2 separate regions of the Sus scrofa genome follow, and region 2 is linked to region 1. The links are chromatin contacts, called in public Hi-C maps. All regions are on one chromosome and are shown on one strand. Each heading gives the region's core, a stretch centred on a gene start, on an enhancer-like site or on the middle of the called end of the contact. The rest is flanking DNA. Distances are from core to core; before and after follow the strand shown. Region 1 overlaps LOC106509506 (a long non-coding RNA gene). Region 2 holds the start of RGMB (RGM domain family member B).

Region 1 (6,035 bases), core at 544-3,043:
TTGTGTGTATGGTTAACAATTTGTGCCATATGGATTTGTCACCACAAAACATACTAATTTATGCCTACACTTTTGGTGGCTTCATCTGAGATAACTTCTTCGGAATAAGAATCCATTTATGGAGTAGATAACTGGGAGCATGAGGGAACTGAGAGCCTTAGGGACTTGGGAAGCTTGCCCAGCATGGAATAAAAGAAAGACCCAGAATATCTGATAGGAAGCCCTGGAGATCACAGCTGCTTTTGCCACATTTTTCTTAATAGGAGTTCTCTAATTCCCATAAAATGAGTGAAGTTCATGGTTTCATCACTTAAGTGGATCAATGTAGATACCCCAGGCAATTCAGGGTTACACATCAATTTATTCCCATCACTTTGCATGTCGTATTGATTAAATTAAATATCCAACCACTAAATTTCCTCCTCATTTATAACCTATAGACAGACCATCTGTGTAAGCCCATTTCAGCTATGCTAATAGCTTTATAGGCATTTGAAGTAAGCTATTAATTTGGTTAAAATAATAACTTAACTATAATTTACAACAAATATATGCATTAAACCACATTTATTTTTGACAGTATATGTGCAAAGTACAATCTTTCCTCTTTCAGACAAAGTGTCACTCATTCTACTACAACGTTTTGTATTTTGTTCAAATATTTTTGGTATAGGCTAGTGTATAGTTCTTGCATTCTCCTCCAAAAGAATCATTATGTATTTTCATCATATTTTATGTAGTACTAGAAATCATTGTTTACAAAGTTATGGTTTCTTGAAAGAATCATGATTTTTTAAAAAATGCAACCTAGCATAAGAAGTTTTAAAAAAAATCAAGTACTTAAAAAATAAGGTTTTTCAATCTATCTAATTCAATCATATTTTCAGTGTGTGAATGAAGCAGATTAACAACTACTGACTCAGAGTATTAAAGGACTGTATACTTTACCCTTTTACCATAGTATCTGAGATTAATTCTATAAAGTCAACAGACAGCTATCAATTTATTTCTAATGTTGAGAAATCTTCTCAGCAAACGATTATCTTACAATTTTAAATTGTGTAGTTTCTCATCCTTATTACTATAGAAGAAAATAACCTTATTACTATAGAAGAAAATAATCTTGAGCATAATATAAATATAACAAATATTTAAAGTCAGTGTGCTAAAATATCACTTTTAAGTTTAAATCTAATTTTGCAATAATTTTACAAATTTAATATACTATTATATTGTTATAGTATATATTATTTTGCCACTTAAAAAAGAAGAAAAATGAGAATAGTAATTTAAAACTACAACCAGTCTTGCAAAAACATGCATTTTCCTCATCCTTCTCCATTTTTATAAATTTTTATGTTCTGTACACATTGGAATTTGTTGCCACAAAATTATCTTTTCTCTGGGATTGCTTAGATGCAGTTATTTTAATCTGGTAGAATTTTGGAGTTATTTAGGTCCTTTTTTAAAAAGTCCTATTCTTAAAAATAGGCTTAATTAAAAAAAATTAAAATTTAGAAAGTGTAGAGACAGTTGGACCATGCCCATCTTCATCAGCAACTAAAAATCATGTATGAGAATTTATGCATAATAATTATATATGAGTACGCACACACACACAAACACACACATAGAGTTTAAGGCTGGATGGGACTAAGCAGTCATCCAATCCAATATGTGAATACATATTTATAAACATGAAACATATGCATGTGCTCTATATAGCTCTGGCCTTGGGTATTTCAGCTTTGGAATGCACTCACTAGGATTAGACTTGAGTTGGACCACCCACAAAAGCAAGGCCACCCAAGGGAAAATTTGAGACCTGAGCAAGCAGAGCTGCCAGGCATGCCTTGTGAGAACAGCTGGCCATCTCAGCACCTGCTGCCCAGTTCCAGACAGCTGGGGCTGAGGCCTCACGGGCCCAGCTGCTTTTAGAATGGGCACACACAAAGACCACTGCTGCTTGGGCAACTGTCAACTCTTGCTATATTTGGTAGAGAAAATTTGGCAGGGAGTTATGTGGTCTACCAACTAAAATTTAGGCTGATTAGTCACAAACCAGAATCATAAAATCATAGGGCTGGAAGGAATCTCCAGTGAAGGAGGTCACAAGACTTTTGTGTGAATTAGAAAAACATTGAGAGCTTCCTGAAAAGGCTGATTCCAAATGCCATACCTTAGAGTCCGAGTCAGTGGGTCTGTGAAGCTATTTGCAAGTTGTTCTTTTTAGTAAGACCCTGAGGTAAAGGTAGATAATACATTGAGATAATATAGATAGATCAAAGATTTCATTCTAAGAGTTTGAAAAAATACACTTTAATAGTTAGGAAGTGTGTGAATCTACCTGAAACTGAGAATTTACTACTTGATCAATTGCTAAATATGTGGGATCATCAGCAGTGATTGTTTTATATTTCTTACTGGTTAAATGGAAGGCATGAGTCCTATATTTAGGGAAAAAATATTTACACATACATAACTCTTATATAATTCCTTTTTTTCCCTTTGGAGAGTAAAATAATAGCTTGATGAAATTATAGGGATTCAGGTGTGAATTTGATATACAAACCTCTTTAAATTCCTTTTTCTCTCAGTCTTAAGTAAATCAAAAGTTTTAAGAATTTGAAATGGAAACTTACCCTCATAATATAATTTAAAATGTGGTAAATTAGACTATTCTACTAAGAAACTGGATATTTCTGTGTGGCCGAAAGGGAAACAGAAATGCTTTGCATTAGTTTCTCTAGTGAGGAAAACAGAGCAGGTGTGCTGATTCTGTCACACTTTCAGAACGTAGTCTGTCTGAGCATGAGTAATTCTGGGAATGTGTCTACAATGTTCCTCCCTCTTGCCTAAGGATTTTACCTGGGTCTTTATAGTGTCTGTGAACCACCCCAAATTATACTCACATGAATTTCACTTTTCCAGAGAAAAAGTTCATGACTTTTATTGGAATCTTAAAATGTGAAGAGATAAGATCTACTTCATCTAATAAGATGGTAATTGAGCTTTGTAATCACCTAATACTTTTTTTTCAAGTGGGAATGAGAAAAAGCTACATATAACTTTCATCTTAGCACATGTAAGCCAGTCCAGAAAGGAACAGGTGAAAACCTTCAAGTTTTAATAGTGTATGTGACCTTTTATCTGTCAGGCAAATAAAAATATCCATTAATTTAAAACACTTTTTAGTTTTCCAAATAATTTATTTTTTATTTTTTTAAAATTTTTTGTCTTTTTGCCTTTTCTAGGGCCGCTCCAGTGGAATATGAAGGTTCCCAGGCTAGGGGTCTAATTGGAGCTGTTACCCTCAGCTATACCAGAGCCACTGCAACATGGGATCTGAGCTGCGTCTGCAAGCTACACCACAGCTCACAGCAACGCCGGATCCTTAACCCATTGAGCAAGGTCAGGGATTGAACCAGAAACCTCATGGTTCCTAGTCGGATTCGTTAACCTCTGCACCACGATGGGAACTCCTGTTAAATATTTTAAATGAAGCATGATGGCTTTGGTGAATGTGCTTTGCAAAACTTGGAAGTCTGTTTGGCTAGTTGGTAGTTTCCTTCATAAATTTCACCATGTCTTAAGCATTTGCCTCTCCTATTTTGAAGTAGTTGGAATTTATCTGCTATTTGATCTAATAATATGTTCTTACACATATATACATATACCTACAAAAATACACATACACACACTGATGTAAGCATGAACATATATTTTGAAGATTCTGTTTTCTCAGAATTCCCATTGTGGCACAGCAGAAATGAATCCGACTAGGAACCATGAGGTTGCAGGTTCGCTTGCTCCCTGGCCTCAATCACTGGGTTAAGGATCTGGCGTTGCCGTGAGGTGTGGTGTAGGTCTCAGACATGGCTCGGATCTGGCATTGCTGTGGCATAGGCCAGCATCTATAGCTCCAATTATAGGCCTAAACTGGGAACCTCCATATGCCACAGGGTGGCCCTAAAAAGCCAAAAAAAAAAAAAAAAAAATCCTTTTTTCATGTGGCTATGGTAGAATTTTTTCTGGTTAGTTCTAGACCTGACCAGGTCTGAACTGGATTTAAAAATGTCTTTGCCATGTGGAGAGGTGGAACTTTATGTTTCTATTGCATTTGGGTGGTGGATATTCTGTTTAAGGGGAAAGGAAAGGGGGCATGGAAACAGGGAGAGAGGGGGAAAGAGGGAGAATTTCTCCAGAATTGAAGTTCATTTATGAATTCTATACTTTTGCCAAATATCCCCAAAATACATATGTAGACACACTAGCAATAATTATTTTGAAATTACTGACATTCTTTTTGATACTATTTTTATGCTGTTTTCAAGATATTTCATTTTATTAAAAAAATAAAATAAAGATCATTGTTTAAATTGAATTCACATTTTTAAATATTGGGCAAGTTTGAATAACCAGGTATTTATTTTTCTTCAAAGTTTAGGCTCAAAATTTTCTCAGAGTAATGTCTTTTGTTATTCATAACAAGCCAACCACATGATTAAAAAGTTGGATATTTTTGGAAGTTCCCATTGTGGCTCAGCAGTAAGGAATCCAACTAAAATCCATGAGGATGCAGGTTTGATCCCTGGCCTCACTCAGTGGGGTAAGAATCCAGCATTGCTGTGAGCTGTGGTGTAGGTCACAGACATGGCTTGGATCCCTCATTGCTGTGGCTGTGGCAGGAGGCTGGCAGCTATAGCTCTGATTGAGCCCCCTAGCCTGGGAACTTTCATATGCCATGGGTGTGGTCCTAAAAAGCAATTAATTAATTAGGATCTTTTAGCTCTAACTAGTCTTGGGGAAGAGAGAGGTACTGGAGATTGAATTTAATCATGTGGTCACTAATTTATCAATCATGACATATAATGAGGGCCTATATAAAAACCCCTGAAACAATGAGGCTCCAGGAGTTTTTATGTGGGAAACACAAGTGTTGGGAGAGTGGATGCCTGGAGGTGGCATGGAAGCTCTGTACCACACTTCCTGCACTGCATATTAGAAAGAACATATGACTTTGAGTCAAAAAAAAAAATTGAGTTAGGTTTCTGATGATGATTTTTACCTTAAGAAATTCCCTAAGTTTTAGTTCCTTCTCTGTAAAATTGAAATGATGATATTTGTCATACCTGCTTTAGAATACTTGTGCATCTTAAGCAAGATACTGTATATGAAGATTCTCATAACCTGGGAAACTTTACAGAAATATATGGTTTCTTCATTATTTTGACCTCTTCTTGATATTGGTAGCTATTTCACCCTAACTCTAAGCCATCCATCATTGTGAATTGTTTCCCACTTTCATTACTTACAAACTCATCAAGGAAGAGATTTCAAACTCTTGGTTAAAGGTTCCCACACCTGCATAAAGCTGTCAAACTGTTATCTTTGCAAATTATCTCTGAACTTTTCCAGCTTATAGTATAAATAAATCGTTTTGTTTGTTTGTTTGTTGGTTGCTTTGTTGGTTTTTGATGCCTGAATGTCCATCAGGTGAGACTCTCATTTTTATTCTCTCAGTTTACCCTAAATCTTATGTTTTAGATTAGATTAAACCTGTTTTCTTGGATTTCTCATCTCTTCTCTGAAGTGATACAATCTCTTCCTCAGTTGAGTTATGAGAGAGGATCAGTTCTTTCACTATGAAGCCTAGTCCCTCTCTAGCTGAATTTTCTGCACTATTTCTCAGATGTTCTTTTAAGTTTTACTTTAGGTAAAAACTTAAATTGCTGTATAATATTTCATTTATTGAGGAATAATTTCTGCTTTAGGCTTATTGATCTTATTAATGATATTAATCTCTAATTAAAAAAGATTTCGCTTTATCTTCCTACTTGAGGCTTTTGTTTTTTATGAAGAATTTAAGAAAACAAATAGACACATCAAAATTTTGTAATTGTTCAAATGATCCTTCAGCAAAGGAAAGATGCAGACACATTTGTGTTAGAATTAAAATCATGATGAAAACATCTGCCTTATCAACAGCCTCTAATGTGGATGTTTTCAAGCCATTTAGAATTTCACAAACGTGA
Region 2 (6,078 bases), core at 25-2,524, 470 kb before region 1:
TACACAACGGGCCCCAGTTATCCCTGCAGGCTTCTCTGTGGCTCGCACCGCTCAAAACGGCAGGTGCAAAAAGCATTTGGGAGTCGCTTGCCAGCGCGCGGAGGTAATGCGCTTCCTGTCCATTTATCTCAGGAAACCAGCGCAGCCTTCCCTTCCAAACAAAATTAACCTCTCATTAGCCAGCCACTCACTCCCGAGAAGGCCCTAAAAGCTTTACCAGCTCGCTAATGTATTTAGGCTTTTCTTCCAGGCAAACGCAGCCGGTGCCGCGACTGCTATCAGCCCCGGGGGTTCCTCTGGGTTCCCCTGGGAGCCGACTGCTTACTCGCCCCGGCCTCAAGTCGGGGAAACTCTGGCCAACCCAAATCCTAGTTTGTAGTAAAGGGCAGACCTGACACCTCTGAACCGACTTCATACCAGAAACAACTAAAACAAGTTTCCAGTAATTTCACGATCGCCCCTCATATCAAATCCTCAACTCCACTATCCTCAAGGAACCGGGAAGGGTATCCGGGAAGAATTTCAATAGCCAGCTGTCTCTGGGCGGTGGGCGTTAACTCTCCTTTGGAGCGCGAGCCCTGTTTGCAACCGGTGCTGGAAGCACTGATCAGGGGCATGGGGATAGTGATAGCTGGGATCTAGATGATTCTAAGAGTGGAGAATCAAATGTGGTTCTAGGTCTGCAAGTGGCAAGGAGGGGCCTTTTGCAGAGTTGGGATTTTCACACCCTGGCCCCCCGCCGCCCTGAGACTGGCAGATTTATACCACACAGGTGGACCGAGACCTAAACAAAATAGTCCCGGCCGCTGCCTGCTGCTCGCCCCCCACGTCCCCCTGGCCCACCGCAAACTTCAACAAAATAAACAACTCACCACAGGCATTCCCTTGTCTGCAGCGCGACGCTTGCCAGCTGGGAAAATAAGCCGCAAGCCACGCGGCCGGGGCGCTGAGGGAGGCAGCACGGCGCCCGCCTCTCTCCCCCAGGTGGGGGCAGCGGTAACCAGGGCAGAAGGGAGGCTCCGCCTCGGGGGCTGCTCTCCCGATTCTGCAACTGCTGAGAGAGCGCGGGGCGAGGGGCTGTGCCCTTCCAGCTGCCGGGATGTCTCTGTCGCCTAGGGGAGGGGGCGGGAGGCAAATCCCTCAATTCCGTCTTTCTCCAATCTGCTTTCTCTTCTCCCCGATTCCGAAGACCAAACCTAAGAACCTCTACCCCACCCCTCCAGCGTCACACCTCCCCCTGCCGGCACAACCCGGATCTTTCTGGCACCGCTGCAGAGTGGCGGGTAGCGGCGACCCAAAACCCCAGACTCCAGGTCCCGCTGGGCTTGCGCCTCTCTCATTCCCACCCCTCTAAGGCCTGCACAAAGAGGTCTTTCGCGTTGCCACCACCACCCTTTGCGCCGCTCTCCAGGCCGGCCGTGTTTACCCACCCGAGGCACCAATCTATTCCTCGTTGGTCACTATTCCTCGGTCAGGGCGGCAGCGAACGCGTGCAGGTTGTTCTGCTCTGCGCCTCGGAACAGGCACAAATGTGGTCCCTTGCCTCTCCTTCCACCACTTGCTCTAGCTCTCCACCGACGGCCACAAAATCACCCTTTCCTTTCCATAAGTGCTCCTTGAGGGTCTTCCGAGTATAGTTAAATGGGGGTGGGGGTGGGGGTGGTAAGGGGCTGCAATAGTCCTCTGGACATTCGCCGAAATAAGGAATCCAGCGACTTTTCCTGTCCATCTAAATGTGGCTTGAATTTACAGTTTAAGAAAACCCAGGATAACGATTTGGGAAATAGGAGGGGAGACAGGATTGAGGGAGACAGGACTGAGAGATACATCTAAGACACAGGTGAGCAAGTGTGGTATAAAAGAACAAGCCCACGCGACGTTCAAGGAAAGACGATCACTCGAATAAGAGTAGAAGGCGTGGAGGGCGAAAGAGAAGGGATTAGCTGATCTTCCAAAATGGAAAATAAGCATTCCAGGTATTCAGCGGTAGCTACTGTTCTATGCATTTAATGCCTGGTACGAGCAGGCTGCTTCTCTCTGTCTAGGCAGATAAATATTCAAGCGTCTTGACCTAGGTATTGAACTTTTCGCCTTAGAAGTTTCTCCGACCCTCTCCAGCTTTTCTTCACCATCTGCTGCCCCCACCCTTTATAGTTTCTCGATGTAAACGCTAGAGGCAGCATAGGGCAGCGTAAAGAGGGCGGAGTGGGAATCCAGCGAGGAGAGTCTAGTTCTGACTTTCTGGATAGGAGTCTTAAGCAACTGCTGTCTTTGACTTGGGGTCGCTACCAAAAAGGGTGTGTTAGGGCCAATGGCCTAATTCCTTATGGTTCTGAAATCCCATGACAAGAGATACCTCCTCACATCCTCTCTATAGGTTATCCTTTTCCCTTTTTAAGTATTTCCCCACCTTGTTTTATCTTCTCCAAACGGCAATCAAATTGAAAAAAAAAAAATACTAGTGATGTTTTGAGGTAAACATAAGATACATTGAAAAATGCTCTTTTTGCTACTTAGAATTTTAAAAATGATAAACCTCAGCTCCGGTGCACAGAAGCAAGGAATTTTAATGTCCCCACTTGCTTGCCTTTGAAAAGCCACTCCAGCAATCAGCAGAGCAGAGCTTTGATTTAGAATCTAAAGGCAAATCTCCTGTGTTTTTCTTTTCCTTTCCACCAACACAAAGAAAAGCTGCCACATAAAATAATGATGAACAAGAGTTCAAAGCAAGCTAGCCCAGAGGACTTTTCTAATACAGCCCCAGTCCTTCACCACTGCCCTGCAAAAACTGGCTTTACTCACACGTAACTAGTAGGCACAAGCTGCCAGAATCCCCTTTCCACCAGCCTCTTCATATAACTATTGGTCAGTGGAACCTGTATGCTCTCTTGTCAGTCATCATGTAAATGCATTAATCAAATCAATACATTAAATTTTTCCTTAGCCTGATGATACTTTCCAGAATTTTCAATTCACTACTCACTTTGGAGTCTTTAGCTTTAGTTCTTCCTCTGGACATCCTTGATTGTTTTCAGTAGAATCTTTTCTGAAACCAAGACAAAAAAGGGTGAAACATAATGAAGTACTAATTTTTAAACTACAAGTCTCTAGCTTCTTCAGTTTCTTTTCCACTGTGCTTGTAGCACACAGAGGCTAGGGCTCGAACCCACGCCCATGCAGGGGCTAGGGCTCGAACCCATGCAAAGCTGTGACCTGAGCCACAGCAGTAGCAATGCCAGACCTTAACCCGCTGTCACCAGGGAACTCCATTTTTCTTCAGAAAGGAATTTTTATGTTTACTTTTTAGAGCCACACCCGAGGCATATGGAAGTTCCTAGGCTAGGGATCTAACCAGAGCTACAGCTGCCAGCCTGCACCACAGCCATGGCAAAGTGGGATCCAAGCCTCGTCTACGACCTAGACCACGTTCACGGCAACGCCAGATCCTTAACTCATTGAGCAAGACCAAGGATCGAACCCTCATCCTCATGGATACTAGTTAAATTTGTTTCTGCTGTGCCACAATGGGAACTCTCAGAAAAGATTTTTTTTTTAATTGCTTAGCTTTCATGGCAATGTACACTTGAAAATTATACATTAAAGGAATTCTTAAGTGCACTTTTTATTTGGGGAATATAAGTTCTTTCAGCAATAGCGGTGGGGAAATATTTCAGCTTGTCTAATTCTGTTGTTTTCATTTGATTCAGTCATACCCACCCTCATGATTGTCCCATTCACATATGTTAAAAACATTTATATTTCTAATTAGACACTATATTCCATTAGTAAAAGAATACAGCTTATCTTTTCCTCCCAAAATTCTTCTTCTTCTTCTTCTTTTTTTTTTTTGTCTTTTTTTAGGGCCACACCTGAGGCATATGGAAGTTCCCAGGCTAGGTGTTGAATCAGAGCTGAGGCGCCAGCCCATGCCACAGCCATAGCAACACAAGATCCCGGCCGTCATCTGTGACCTACACCAGCGACACCAGATTCCTTAATCCACTGAGTGAGGCCAGGGATTGAACCCAAGTCCTCATGATGGATACTATTCCAGTGTGTTACCACTGAGCCACAGTGGGAACTCCCCAAAATTCTTTATTTTACTTCTGCTCCATGACTTTTTTCTCTTATCTTGTTTTAATCTTGTTTTCCTCGTGTGAACCAAAATAAACCAAAGATAGGAACAGAAAAAGGACATGAAATCACTTTTAGTGACTGACTTAACATTTCTCTATTGACTGTAAAGAAACTTTCTGATATTGATTCAATGTGTATTTGCACCATCTTCTGAATTTCCACTTAAATGTGATAGAACTTAAGCTTTTAAAGTGTTCAGTAATATATACATTCAACTTTCTAGTTGTCAAGGTCATAGTTTTCTTACTTTTAATATTTTTAAATTTTTCCTTTTGTCAATTGGGAGAGTCATATCAATGATCAAGTTTCTCAGTATTTCTTACTCTCCTTTTCTTGCATTTTTTTTTGGTAATTTTTCTCTAGTTTCAGATGAATGCTCAATTTAATATTTCCTTTAGTCATAATGTTTGAGAACTATTATTGCTAATAAATTACACTAATTTATATCAGTAGTACTAATGATAAGAGTGGTAAAGAATAGAATTTTTATAAAACAATACTAGGAGAAAATGCTACCTTCTACATGATTAATAAAAACATTTTATTTAGTTAAATGTTATTGAAGTTTATCAAGATCTTTTTTCTTATAAGATTAGTGTTTAAAATGAGTGAAAACATAAAAGATTTAAGGCTTACTTCTATTTGTAAAAAGGTGAGAATTTGCTTTGCTTTTTTCTTTCTATGCAAAGATGTAAGAGAGCTATCTCGAACCATCAGCTCACATGGTAGCTGAGGTAAACATTCTGGCAAACTGCAAATTTTAAAATGAAACTTCTAGACATATAGTTAATGATCAAAGAAAATAAAAAAAATTGTTCAGAAGATAAAAACTATTGCATTCTATCCTCAATGAAGCCTAATTTTCTAGAGAAACTGCAATTCTAAACTATTTGTACATATGTACACATAAAGTAGGTAAATGAATGCATATGAAATTAATGAAGTTAATATTCATGAAAACATATGTGATAAAAAAAGACAATAATAATCTCCTCAAAGTGCTGGGAAAAAAGCTATAATTTTGGGGGGCTCACTATTAGAAAAGCTCTTGTTATGAATCTTTTAGCCATTCAGTACAGGGTAAGATAGTAGAACACTAAACAGGGGGGACTGACCTTATCCCTATTGTATTTGTTGACTTCTTCAATTGTAATAATTATAGACACACACACACACACATACTTTTTTTTTTTTTTTTTGTCTTTTTTTTGCTATTTCTTTGGGCCGCTCCCTCGGCATATGGAGGTTCCCAGACTAGGGTTCGAATCGGAACTGTAGCCTCCGGTCTACGCCAGAGCCACAGCAACTCGGGATCCGAGCCGCGTCTGCAACCTACACCACAGCTCACGGCAACGCCGGATCCTTAACCCACTGAGCAAGGGCAGGGACCGAACCTGCAACCTTATGGTTCCTAGTCGGATTCGTTAACCACTGCGCCATGACGGGAACTCCACACGCACACACTTTAAATTTTCTAGATCTTGTAATATTACAAGATGTCTTTAAACATTTAAAAATTTATACAATTTTACAATTTATTTTCCATTTATAGTTATTATAAAATCTTGGCTATATTACCCATTTTGTATAATATATACTTCAGCCTATCTTAACCCAATAGTTTGTTTTTTCTGTTCTTATATTTTATCATGCCATCATTTCAAGGTGTCCAGGCTACATAAAGAGGCTCAGGTGGTGTTTGTGCCAGAAACAAGGTTAGACTTAAGCCTGAAAAATGAACCAAGGGAAGAAACAGTGCATGTTCATCAGAGGTTTGAGTGAAATAAATGTGGCTGAATTCAGGAGTGGGGGCTTTTTCAAAAGAAGAGTAGGAAAGGATTCTCAGAGGTCAGTCTCTTGCTGTTGAGTTGTTAATGTGCTCTTCAGCTGTCCCAGCTGGGACTGTCCATCAACCAAGAATGTAAGGAATGCATGACTGGT

Evidence for each region. A called contact is a pair of places that touch in the nucleus more often than the background predicts.
Region 2: a contact with region 1 is called in a Hi-C map of fetal skeletal muscle, with 2.9 times the contacts expected there. The contact joins the promoter of RGMB here to the enhancer-like site in region 1. A contact is called at or near these places in 3 of 47 Hi-C or Micro-C datasets (embryonic fibroblasts, fetal skeletal muscle and skeletal muscle) and 1 of 2 datasets of contacts at active chromatin or transcription factors (skeletal muscle).

What each region holds. Positions count from the first base shown.
Region 1 is chr2:104,565,234-104,571,268 of Sscrofa11.1, reverse strand. The region is part of intron 3 of LOC106509506 (a long non-coding RNA gene); the gene reads right to left. Among named protein-coding and RNA genes, the nearest start is that of RGMB, 470 kb to the left of the region's middle. Within about 2 kb of position 1,793, at least 5 of the 83 cell types and tissues checked have an H3K27ac peak or open chromatin away from gene starts, as enhancers often do. A contact at or near this core is called in fetal skeletal muscle, where this site is marked.
Region 2 is chr2:105,037,675-105,043,752 of Sscrofa11.1, reverse strand. RGMB (RGM domain family member B) reads right to left here and starts at 1,274. Exons shown (of 6, transcript XM_003480881.4): 1 at 873-1,274.